Linked DNA regions of Mus musculus: all the other regions are linked to region 2. The links are chromatin contacts, called in public HiCAR-type maps. All regions are on one chromosome and are shown on one strand. The core of a region is the stretch at or near the end of the contact, and the rest is flanking DNA. Distances in the headings are between cores, read along the strand shown. Region 1 has its middle 63 kb from the start of Gm38531. Region 2 has its middle 220 kb from the start of Sox5os3. Region 3 has its middle 41 kb from the start of Gm38531.

Region 1 (3,800 bases), core at 1,040-3,539, 180 kb after region 2:
CTGTATGTAATATAAAAATACTTTAATAAAAAGATTAACTCCGACAATGGGATATTTTCTTTTCCCAGTGTTCCCGGTGTTGGCACACATCAGCATTAGGTTTATATTTCAGGCTTGCACAAAATACAAAATATTTAGACAAAAGGAACAGTGATTCAGATCCTCTCTGGTGCTGGGTCCTCTGTGCTCACACACACTAGCTGCCTGATAAGTGTTCCCGGGCTGTTCCCCCCCAGGATTTATTGACCTTCTTACCCCTCCTCTCTGTCTTCTGTTGACAGAAAATGGGACTTTTGCTTAATATAACTCAGGATGTTTCCTTTAAACAAAAACAATTGCTTCCTTTCGGCAGGAAATTTTTGAACCAGAAAAATCTCTGGAGACAATTGGACTCTTTAGGTACCCTGCAGTACAATGTGAACCCTGAGGACCATCCGTACCCTGGTGGGAACAAGATTGGTCACCTCTACAAGTCTAGGCCTGACCTACCTGTACCCACAGCCTCCCCTGGCACTCACAAAAAGAATTCAACTTTCATAAATACCAAGAAGACCATCAGTTTTTTATCTTCACGATTTATTCTTGTTTTAAATTATTTGTAGTGATGTGTATCAGTTGGCGATGGCAGGCAGATATACACCTGATTGCTAGAAGAGAGCAGCCAATTCTCTTGATCTGGAATTAGAGATGGTTGCAAGTTGCCAGGTATGGGTACCGGGAACTGAACCTGTGTCCTCTGGAGAGGAAGGAAGGGTTATTAGCCAGCGAGCTCTGTCCTAACACTTAGAGTAGTGCTTCTGAGCCAGGTTTGTGTATAGAAAAGGAACTCACCAATGAGTGAGTAGTGGCTGGCCCCCATGGCTTCTTACAGAGACTTTCTTTTGATCAAAGATGCTAATAAGAAGTATATGCCATGGGCAGACTATTTGCTGTTCTTTATATCCTGACTGTGGGGGAAACAGCCGATGAAATTAAACACTGTGAGAACAGTTGAAGAGAAGTAGTGTGCATGCAAATCCAGCTAACCTGTAGGATTCTCGGCGGCTGCTCCCGAGGAAAACAGCCCAGAACTTTAACCTTTATAAATGACCAAGTCAGTTTTTATGGATATGAAGAAAATTAATATTAAATTATCTATAGGAACTTGAAAATATTTCAATAACATCAGCAGCTTGAAATATTCCACAACTCCTTAGACTGGCATGTTTTATTATGATTATTATGCTTGTTATATTATGATGCCCTCTAACCCTACCATATACATAGTGGGTACTATTGAAGACAAATTGTGCAAGAGGATAAACATTGCATGATTTATCAATTTAACTGTTTTATTACTAAGCTATAGATATAATCACATGGAAGTCACTATTTATTGCATGTTAATGTCCATGTGCATACATTAAACCATGAACACCATAGCGTCCTAAAATTCTTATTTTGTGCATTTGCATCTCATGTAAGCATTTAGTCCTTTACATTATAGAAATATTGTGCAATCCACTTCTATACTAAATTATCTGTGGTATATGTTCTCATATTTAAAAATGTACTTTGTGTAAATGTTATACATGTATATAATTTTAAAATGATCAAAGGTTAAAGGAGACATGATTAGTCATTTCGAAACATTGTTAAAGTTGTGAACTTCTGCGTGAACTGTTGTATGCCGGCCTGTGGCCTACTTGAACCCGGTACACCTGGGAGGCAGGCTGGGGCTGAAAGAGACTTAGAGGGCGCCAAGACACAGTTCTGTTCAAGGCCTGCCAGTTTACTAAGAGAGTGTGCTTATAAGGGGGAGACCCATCCCCCACCAGTCCATTCTTGGTGTCTGGAGCCAGCCTGTAGGTGCTGCGCAGGGTAGGATGTTCCTCCGGAATATCTCAGGGGCCTCTCAGCAGGTAGCAGTGTCTTGGAGAGAGCAGTGGCAGGTGACAGAACAAAAGAGCCATCTAGGTCAGAAGGCTCCAGCCTAGGTAATCTCCTTCTTAGTGGCAGCAAGGTCAAAGTCTGGATCAGCCTGCCTCAGGGCTGAGGGAGTCGACAAAGAACAATGTGTGTGGGGGGAGGGGAAACAAAAAAACAAAAACAACCACAACAACAAAACCTTTCTGCTGGCCCTCTGAGCCTCTACATGAGAAGCCAGGGTCAGCGGACATTTAGTGCTTAAAAAGCATCATTAGCCTGTACAGTAAATGAAAGAAACTCCACCCTAGCTCTCTATCCTTTGTCATGTGGAGATTCTGAAAGTTAGGGGTGGCAGTGTTTAGAGTTTCTGACAGTTCTGTAGAGACTGGTACGTTTGCACCCGCAGACCTGTCTTAGTCTTTCCCGCAGGCTTCTCCCTGCTTCTTGAGCAAGTCCAGCCACCCCAGCCACCCTTTCACCTTTCTTACACAAGAACCTCACACTCAGGGACTTGCGCCGATACCTCCATTTCCCACACCAATGATCAGTGTCTCCCTAGGTTCCCTCTCTTCTCTTGTCTGTGCTGTCACCATTTAGCAATTATATAAAGTTATAATTTCAGTATCTAACCAGGGTTTAAAGGCAGAGAGGGTAAATCTGTAAGCTCTAAGGACTGACATATCAGGTGTCCAGTGAGTTCCGTGTGACTCACACACCGGTAGAGGGTGGACACCAGAGAAAGCATCCACTCACACCCTCCTGGACCATCCTACCTGCTCTGGTTCTTAATGCCAGGTACCTGCCTGGAAGGGAGAAACAGTTTGTTTGAACATTTGCGAAGAACCTTGGTGCTAGTATATCCTCAATACTTGATTCTAAAATCCACCTACAAATAGTTAAAACCATCATGAACTACCCTATTAAAGTACGTATTACCTGGAATTTGTTAGTTTGTCCCTTTATAACTATGTCAATTTTTTTCTATGTTCACATTTTCTAATTAGGAAATATTAGTGTATTCTGATGCTTGGTAAGGGGAAATAGTCTTAAACTTAGTGTTTTCTATTTTAGTTAATTCCCGGATTCCGTATAAAGTTTTCACATTTCAGAAAAAAAATGACTTCAGGCAGATTAAATGCAGGATGATTTTTGTTTGTTTTGTTTTTTAGAACAGGGTCTTGTCATGGAGCCCACGTTACATGGCAACTCACAGTCTTCTGTCTGTCCTTCTGAGGGCTGAGATGCCCAGCGTGGACCATCACACTGGGCTTAGAGGAGTGCAGACACACACCTTATGACGCTACATGACACTTGAATAAAATTTAATGTAGTAAATGAAACACTGAGCTATTTCCTTTTTTCAGTTAGCATAAAATATTCATATAATTTGGGTAACCAACAACAAGATAAAATCCCCATGATTGCTTTGTTTAAACCATGTGGTCTAATGGCAGAGTTTGTAAGTTGAATTTTTGTGGTCTTTTAGCTTTAGTGCGGATTTTGTTCTGAAAGACAAAACTCAAGGCTATTAAACAACACCGTGAGCATTTCCAACTTGAATTTGTATCAGATTTGTAGGAAGACTTGCTCGCAAGCTCCTTGATTTTCTGTTTGCTGGTTCCTGGCCTCTGATTCGAAACCTACCTGTGATTATGTCTCACACATGTGCCTCATTTGTAGGTTTCAAATACATGGCAAAGCACTTATGCCCTATATTGCAGAGAGACAATATCGGCAGGATCGAACCTGGATAGTGGCCTGCATAGGGACAGTGGCAGGATCTAGTGTTTTTATTATTCACTTTTAAGAGATTTATATAACTTACCCCATTACCTTTCCCCCTTCAAGCCCTCTCAGCTCCCCTCCCTTTAACCCCTAGCTTTCTTCCTTCC
Region 2 (3,689 bases), core at 696-3,195:
AGGTCAGGTAGGCTGAGGTAATATTGGGCTTGGGTGATCAATCAGTGGGCACAATGTTGCAGAGAAGATCAAAAAGAAGTTTGATGTTACATTGTATTGTGTTGATCCAGTTGGAGAAAATGTTTCTGAATATTTACCTCAGCAAAAAAGAAAACTGAAGTAGATACATAAATGATCCACACCAGTACTTGGATATTGAAATAATGTCTGCTGGCATCAAAACACAAACTCTACCCTACACAGCACAGCGAGTATCTCCCTTAAAATAAACACAGGGAAAGGGCTAGAGAGCTAGAGAGATGGTACGGTGAGGTGACTACTTTGTCAGCATGTGGACCTGAGGATAGATGCCCAACACCCATGTGAAAGCCATGGACAGTAACTGTAGAGTCAGGAGGATCCTACATCACACACACACACACACACACACACACACACACACACACACACACCAAAGAGTAAAACAAAATAAAGTAAGTCCAATGTTGATTTTTTTTTCAACTGGCATTTGACTGGTGAAAACAAAGCCGTGAGCCCACGAAGGCAGAGCCTCTTTTATCCTATGGACCTGTCTCCAAGCAAGCGCCTTACCTGTAATCTGAAGAGTACGTTTCCTGGCTGTGTACTGTGTTGGTTTCTTGATTTGTCCGCCTCAGGCTAGTCAGGACATATCTTCTAGATAGATGGAGCCACAGCTGCTTGAAATACCACAGAGGGTCAGGAATGAGTTAGAATATTTCCCTAGCAACCATGACAGTTTTAAGCACAATTTTTCACATGTGTGTGCTATGCATGTGTTTTACTTGTGCCCAGGCGCATAAGCACATGCGTGTGTATTCAAGTTGAGGCTGAGGTTGACTCTGGGTGTTTTCATTGCTCTCTATCTTAAACTTTGAGGTAGGCTCTCTCCCTGAGCCTAGAGTTCTCTGTTTTGGCAAGCGGGCTCACCAGCTAGCTCCCTGACTCTTCCTCCAGTGCATTGGTATTCTATGAAGGCTGGCATGGCCACACAGCTTTTTATATGAGTTCTGGGGATCCAAACTCTCTTTCTCACAATTACATGGTAAGTATATTACCCATTGAGCCAGTCTCCTGAGTCCTACTATATATAGCATTTTATGAATTCTCTTGTCAAGAAAATGGGAGAGACAAACAGAAGTCGGTATTATGGCTAGGTGGTTTTGCTATTTCTTATTATTGTGTATTATTAATTAATTAATTTTGAGTCAGGCTTTTCTGTGGTACGACTGACCCCACATTCATCATGTAGGTGAGATGCCAGTGAACTTCTTTTCCTTCCTCCATGTCCTGAGTGGTTACAGATGTGGTCCACCGTGGCTGGTTTCTGCTGTGCTGGCATGGAATGTGGGGCCTTGTGTTTATTAGATGAGCATTGTACCCACTGAGATACATGCCCAGCCCTTTTACTCTGAATATGATTCTTTATGTTTCTATGGACCTCACCAGGAGGCCTCTGTCGGTGTCAAGATGGGAGCTCCGTGTTGGGACATGGGGCTTGATGGAGACCTGATCTAAAGGGCCCAGGAAACCCTGGGACCTGGTGGCTTTGTTTCTGTTTGAACTCTGCTGCTCAAAGTGAAATATCTTGCCTATTATTTGTCTCTATTCTATTCTCTCCATCCCATTCTCTGCCCTTCCTCCGCATCCCTGTCTGTGTCCTGTTACCCTTCCCTGGGAGTAAACCCTAGATGTTTTCTATATTAACCCCTGCTTGGGGCACATGAGCAGGAGGTGCTCTCAATTCCCCGGCAGTCATAAATTAATTAAAGTAGACAGGAACCACCAACAAAAGAAAGTTCTCCGTTTCTCTCCCCTCCCCCTTCCTTTCTCTTTCTTTCTTTTTTGCCAGTAAATAGCCAGCTCCTTTGTTCCTGGCTGTACCATTTCTTCTCTGTCTCCATTGTCCTCATTGTTCTCTGGAACAGGAGGGGTCTGGGCCAGGAGCAGCAAGGTCTCTGCTAATGACGGGAAGTCTTTAAAGTTTGCACTGCATTTCATCTTCTCTGTGGGAGTTTTAGGACGTACCCAGTGTTTGATCCCCACCGTGCAACTTTGCTTCTAGTTAATTAACAGATCCCCCATTACCCTTCTCATTGAGAGGCGCATGGGAGGCCCATTGGGAAGTAATTCAAGGCCAATCTGAGTGATGGAGGGAATTAGTGAAGTCAGTTGTTTTAGGGCTAATGCTCGGGAAATAAAGATGTCCCATTTCGGAGGTCTTATTCGAAGATTTAGCTCATTGCTCTCTTCTGTTACCATGGAACAGGTATGTCGATGATTTTTGCTCTAGAGCGGTGTAAGGACCATTCAGAGGCAATTTATAACTGTCAGAAATCTAAATAAAAAGATGATGATATTAGAAAATGTAACACTGTTAACAAGGTTTTTTTCCATCTTTTTATGGCTCACCGTCTCTTTCTGCCCAGCCTATTAGCCAGGTCGTGACTGTCCACGGTAACTTGTTCGGGGCTTATGAGACAGAATAGCCGACATGGGTATTTCAGGGGTAACTCATTTTACAGCCCAGGAGATGTCAGACCTTGTTCCGAGGGTGTCAGGATGATTCACAAATAACAAATCACAGGTCAGCCATGGGATTCTGCCCCCCTCCTAGGCTCTTTCCAGGGAACTCAGCAGAACAATGCCACAAGTCACAGCTTGGTGTCTGCGTGCCCAGAATTGAGCCCTTGTGTTTTGTTGAGTGTGCTAGCCTGGACCACAGGTAGCCCCACTGACAAAGGTGTCTCGAGAGAATGTCTCGCTCAACTTCCTATCCTTCTAGGCCCCCAGCCCTATGAGCAATGACCCCCTTTATCTAAAGAATTAGGAGCCACTCCCGCCTTGCAATTCTCAGTTCGACACTTGGCATGGAGAACCAAAGCAGGGCTATTTAGTGCAGCAGTAAATGGCCCGCCACATTAGCCCCCTGGCATGCTAAGCTATTAGGTTGTTTTACTGTTGTTAAAGTTACATTTGTTAGGTGGAGTTGCTGCCCCTCCACACAAACTGAGCAGAGCCTGATGCCCAGTGGAGACAGCACATGTACACAACGTGAGCCAGGCAAGGCCCAGAGGGTCAGGCCTCCTGGCTTCACCTCACATCAGCAACACTGTCCAGATGCAACACTGAGAACCTGGAAACTCTACAATGTGGGTGGAGGTGGGGAGGACACTGGACAGACTGGATCTCTGCTGTGCTGTGGCTAAGCTAATTACAGCACTTCAGAGCAGTTCATAAGTGAACCACTAATTGTCAGAGTGCCACCAAGTAAGGAAAGGCCAGAGTGAAGGCTGATATGGTCAGCATGCATTAAGGCACACACTGCAGCTAGACAGAAGGCTAGGACATGGGAAGAGTGTCCCCAAATGGAAGGAGAAATAACTATGGTTGATGTTGTGTGTTTGTGTAAATAAGCATGGTTGTCATGTGTATGTGTGTGTGTGTGGAGGTGTGGAGGGGGGTGAAAGAATGAGAGAGGGAGAGAGAGAGAGAGAGAAAGAGAGAGCTATAGACAGACAGTCAGACAGAGAGAGACACACATACACAGAGTGTCTCTGCAAAGCTAGGAACATGCCAGCAGTATCTAGCTCCATGCAGCCAGCTTGCGGGTTGACTTGGCATTTGGTAACTTGGGAGCGGCTGCCAGTGTGTGTGTGGTGGGGAAAGAG
Region 3 (3,815 bases), core at 1,314-3,813, 200 kb after region 2:
AGAGGGAGAGGGAGAGAGAGAGAGAGAGAGAGAGAGAGAGAGAGAGAGAGAGAGAGAGAAGGATGACCAGTGAGAATGTAGGTTCAGAGAGTTGGCAGCATAATTGAAGACTGACAGGAACAGAAAGGTTTGAACATGCGAATGCAGGCTAATGAGCAGGAGATCTGTGGGAGGGAAATGATGAGGTGAGTCCTGAGTTCATCAGAGCAGAGGTGATCCTACCCATTATTGGAGAGTTAGCTCCAGGCAGAGATAGAGGCATGTCCTCTGGCCCCGCAGGGATGTTATGTTGCAAGGAAGACTGCTTAAGATGTGAGCAGATGCAGGAGGAGGGAGGGAGGGCATCTGAAAGCGATAGGGATGCTGGCAAAAGAAAGCAGTGATTATATGGTGCTGCCATGAGAGACTGAGCAGAGGGAGAAAGGACCACAGGGGCTCTTGGGTGGTGCTGGCAGCTGGGGTATGGGTGGGGCAGAGGCTCCCAGCTGTGCTCAGCTGCCCAGGGTGGATTAGCAGAAGAGACAGGCTATGCAGTTGGTTCAGGGTGAGGGTTCTGGCAAAAAGTGAAAAAGGCTAAAGAATAGTCGATATTCCTGATACCTTGCTCTGAGTAACTCCTCAGTCAAACAAAAAGGTAAACTGAATTATTGACAAGGGAAGGAAATGGAAACAGAAGCTAGGGGAGGCCAGATCACATCTCAAAGTCAAACGCTCTTCCCAACACGGTGCCCACTCATCTCGCCCTTCAACACATTTTGTTATTTCCATCAAGATGATTTTATTGAGTCATCTAGTGAGTTATAGGATGAGAACATTTCTTGTAAGGATTACACAAAACTCAAAAGTAACCCGTGTTTGGTGAGGAGATTCCCATTTTACTGTAAATGTCAAATCTGTGGAAAATCTTGAAGCAGAAACCCAATTATTTATGAGCAAATACCCTTGGCTTTTTGAGGCAGGTCACATGGCTTTGCTGTCTTTCTCTTCTGGCTTGGATTCATTTGCTCTTTTCCAATCTTTGGGAAAGGTTGATAGCTCTACACAACCCCACGTTTCCAAAAGGCACACGCCAAACTCTTTGGGGGTAGTGATGCACCCAGATGGCCCACCTGCCTTTTCCCTCCTTCCTTTTCATTTCTGCAAATGTTACTACCAAATACAACAAATTTTCCTCCAAAGTCATTAGAGCCCATTTGGCACCTCCTCTAATCTGTGCCACTTGTTACCTTCTGATTATTCTGTGAGAGGATTGAGTTGTCTTGTTGCTAACGGCCAAATGACCAAGGGATTAATGTGTTTTCTGTCCCTGGCCAATTGGTTTGTAGTCAGTAGTTATTTATGGGGAAGTCTGGGGCCATTGGTTCTCAAGTGTATGCAGCTGTACACTTCAGACTCCCGAGTCCATAAGCAAATGTAGACTTACTTTATCATGTTTGGTTGTATCTCTCCCCACACTGATTAGACAATCTGTTGCCATTTATGAATGAGCCGCAACATGGCTTGGGATTCTCTTTAATTATTTGGATTCCATGTTGCAGAAGACACAGTGGTTTCGATTCACACCATCCACTGGGGGGCTGCCCCTCCTGTCACTAGTGACAAATTGCTCCTGGAGAGAACAGTCTTACATATTTCCCACTGCATGTCCGCCAGGCCACTGTGCCTGGCTCAGCTGCCGTGCGAGGACCCTCATGGAGACATTGATGATGGTGCGGCCTTGGCCTTTCTCCCTCCAGCTCTGCTCTTTTGGACATAAGGTAGAGATTACCACTAACGGGCTGTCATTTCCTAGGAGCTCCTCCCCCTGAGCTGTGTCACTGTGATTTCTTTTCTGCTTCCATTGAATGGGAATCTTTGATGTCACAGGAGAGAATGCTGTTGGCTAACAGTCTAGAGGCTGCTTCCTTTGAGCTAAACACCACAAGAAAACAAACGTGATCTATCATACTTCATTACCAGAGGTTCTCCCTTTTGGGGTGCATCTCTCTCTCTCTCTCTCTCTCTCTCTCTCTCTCTCTCTCTCTCTCTCTCTCTCTCTCTCTCTCTAAATGTCAGAGTTTTCTCCTGACAGGAATCGGGAAGATATGTGTGATTAAGAGCAGTAATAATGTGTATTGCATTGTATTGTAAATGACCTTCCCAAGCCTGCTACTTTACGGTCCCGCTGGCATTGGCTCCACAGCATTTCTGACGACTCGGTATATACAGTGTATTAGCGCAATGGAGATCATTATGTGGCCTGTATTTGAGTCATTTTTATTTAAGATGCCAAACAATAAGCTGTTGATTGGGGGAACAAGAGGCGAACAATAATGTTCTGTGTCGTATAATACACCACCATTTTCCAGCTTTGCTTCAGAAGGGCCCTCTTCATTGTTTTTGTATAAAAATGGTTCTTAGGAGGAGGAATATTTTGCTGAGGTATGTCATTATTTTGCAAATTTCTATTATCTCATCATGTTGTCTTCATTGTAAATTGCAGCTAATTAGGAACCTAGTTAGAGCCCCAGCTTTGAGGCCGGCTTTTCTGTGAAAAGAGCCCACCGATTACCGCGCTACAAGAGAGGAAGGGGAGAGAAAAAGAGATTAATCCGGTTACCTAGGCGACACTCGCTTCCATCTGTGAGGAACAATACATTTTTGTTTCCTTGGCTCAGTTCAGATCTGTTTTGTTTAGAGGGGGAGAGAGAGAGAGAGAGAGAGAGAGAGAGAGAGAGAGAGAGAGAGAGAGAGAGAATGAGGAGAGGCCTAGGAAAGGAGAGACCTAGCTTCCCACAATGCTGAGTTGTGTCTGGCCCAGGCTTAGGGGCTTGATTTCTCTGTAAGTTAGAGGTCTCAGGAGAGTGAGAAGATGAAAGAGATAAACTCCGAAGGTCACGACCCCACCATACAAAGCCAGCAGTTTTACCTCCAGATCCCCTCCCCCAAAGTACTTAAGGGAAACAATAGTCTGTGGTTCTCAACACCGGGAGTTCCTGTTTAAAAACAAAAAACATGGTGAACGTGAATCTTAAGTTATTTAAAATTTTATAACGAGTAAAATAATTGATAGTTCTAGGAGTCTATTTGTGAGTCTAATTTGTGCCCAGGCGAGTTATTGTAGACTTTCCTACTTTCTTTCTTCTTCGGTGTGGTCAAACCTAGTGACTCTCTAATGAATAAGGCAGACAGGCTACTGGCCTTGCTTAGGGTTGGGGCTCCTGACGACTCAATTCCAGATGCTTTTGACGTGCACTGGAATGTCAAGTCCTGTGGAGATAGCCTTCCCCCCTGCTTTGTCCCCCTGCAGTGGGACTGCCTGCTGCCCTCTTCCTTTTATGGAGGCATCAGAGAAAGGACTGTGGAGGGCTCTGGAGAAGAAAGAGTCCAGAAGAGGCTGAGAAGTCAGGACTTTTTCTGGGGAATTGGCATATTCCAACCCTGCATAAGGACAGTGCTGTGGACCTGGTGCTGCCATCGCTTCCCAGCCATCACACTCATGCTCATGAGTAGGTGTCCCTATGCAGGATGACTCAAGATTAAAGGTGGCTCCTAGAGACGGATGCAGACCCTCCTGAGACTTCCTGATCCATAGAGGCTCAGATTAAGCCAGTGTTCTGGTTCCTCTTACCCCATCCTGCAGAATCCTTGTCTCATGACTGGGGATATCATCCCAGTTCTCCTTCTAAACCGTGTTCCTAAACTTCCAAAGGCGCAGACTTTGTTATCTCCAAAGGTGCTGTCCATTTCTCCTGTTTCATTTGAAAACGAAAGAAAAATCAGATTATGGGATCTCATGTAGCCCAGGCTTCTATATAGTCAAGGAGGACCTTGGA

Evidence for each region. HiCAR-type assays count read pairs that join an accessible place to other places.
Region 1: a contact with region 2 is called in a HiCAR-type map of embryonic stem cells, with 2.9 times the contacts expected there. The contact joins two enhancer-like sites. A contact is called at or near these places in 1 of 484 Hi-C or Micro-C datasets (nephron progenitors), 6 of 115 datasets of contacts at active chromatin or transcription factors (all in embryonic stem cells) and 1 of 9 other capture datasets (embryonic stem cells).
Region 3: a HiCAR-type map of embryonic stem cells shows a contact between it and region 2, with 2.9 times the contacts expected there. The contact joins two enhancer-like sites. A contact is called at or near these places in 1 of 484 Hi-C or Micro-C datasets (nephron progenitors), 4 of 115 datasets of contacts at active chromatin or transcription factors (all in embryonic stem cells) and 1 of 9 other capture datasets (embryonic stem cells).

Annotation. Positions count from the first base shown.
Region 1 is chr6:144,271,825-144,275,624 of GRCm38.p6, reverse strand. It overlaps a transcript of Sox5 not described here. Among named protein-coding and RNA genes, the nearest start is that of Gm38531, 63 kb to the right of the region's middle. Within about 2 kb of position 2,289, at least 20 of the 459 cell types and tissues checked have an H3K27ac peak or open chromatin away from gene starts, as enhancers often do. A contact at or near this core is called in embryonic stem cells, where this site is marked.
Region 2 is chr6:144,452,792-144,456,480 of GRCm38.p6, reverse strand. It overlaps a transcript of Sox5 not described here. Among named protein-coding and RNA genes, the nearest start is that of Sox5os3, 220 kb to the left of the region's middle. Within about 2 kb of position 1,945, at least 28 of the 459 cell types and tissues checked have an H3K27ac peak or open chromatin away from gene starts, as enhancers often do. A contact at or near this core is called in embryonic stem cells, where this site is marked.
Region 3 is chr6:144,250,404-144,254,218 of GRCm38.p6, reverse strand. It overlaps a transcript of Sox5 not described here. Among named protein-coding and RNA genes, the nearest start is that of Gm38531, 41 kb to the right of the region's middle. Within about 2 kb of position 2,563, at least 56 of the 459 cell types and tissues checked have an H3K27ac peak or open chromatin away from gene starts, as enhancers often do. A contact at or near this core is called in embryonic stem cells, where this site is marked.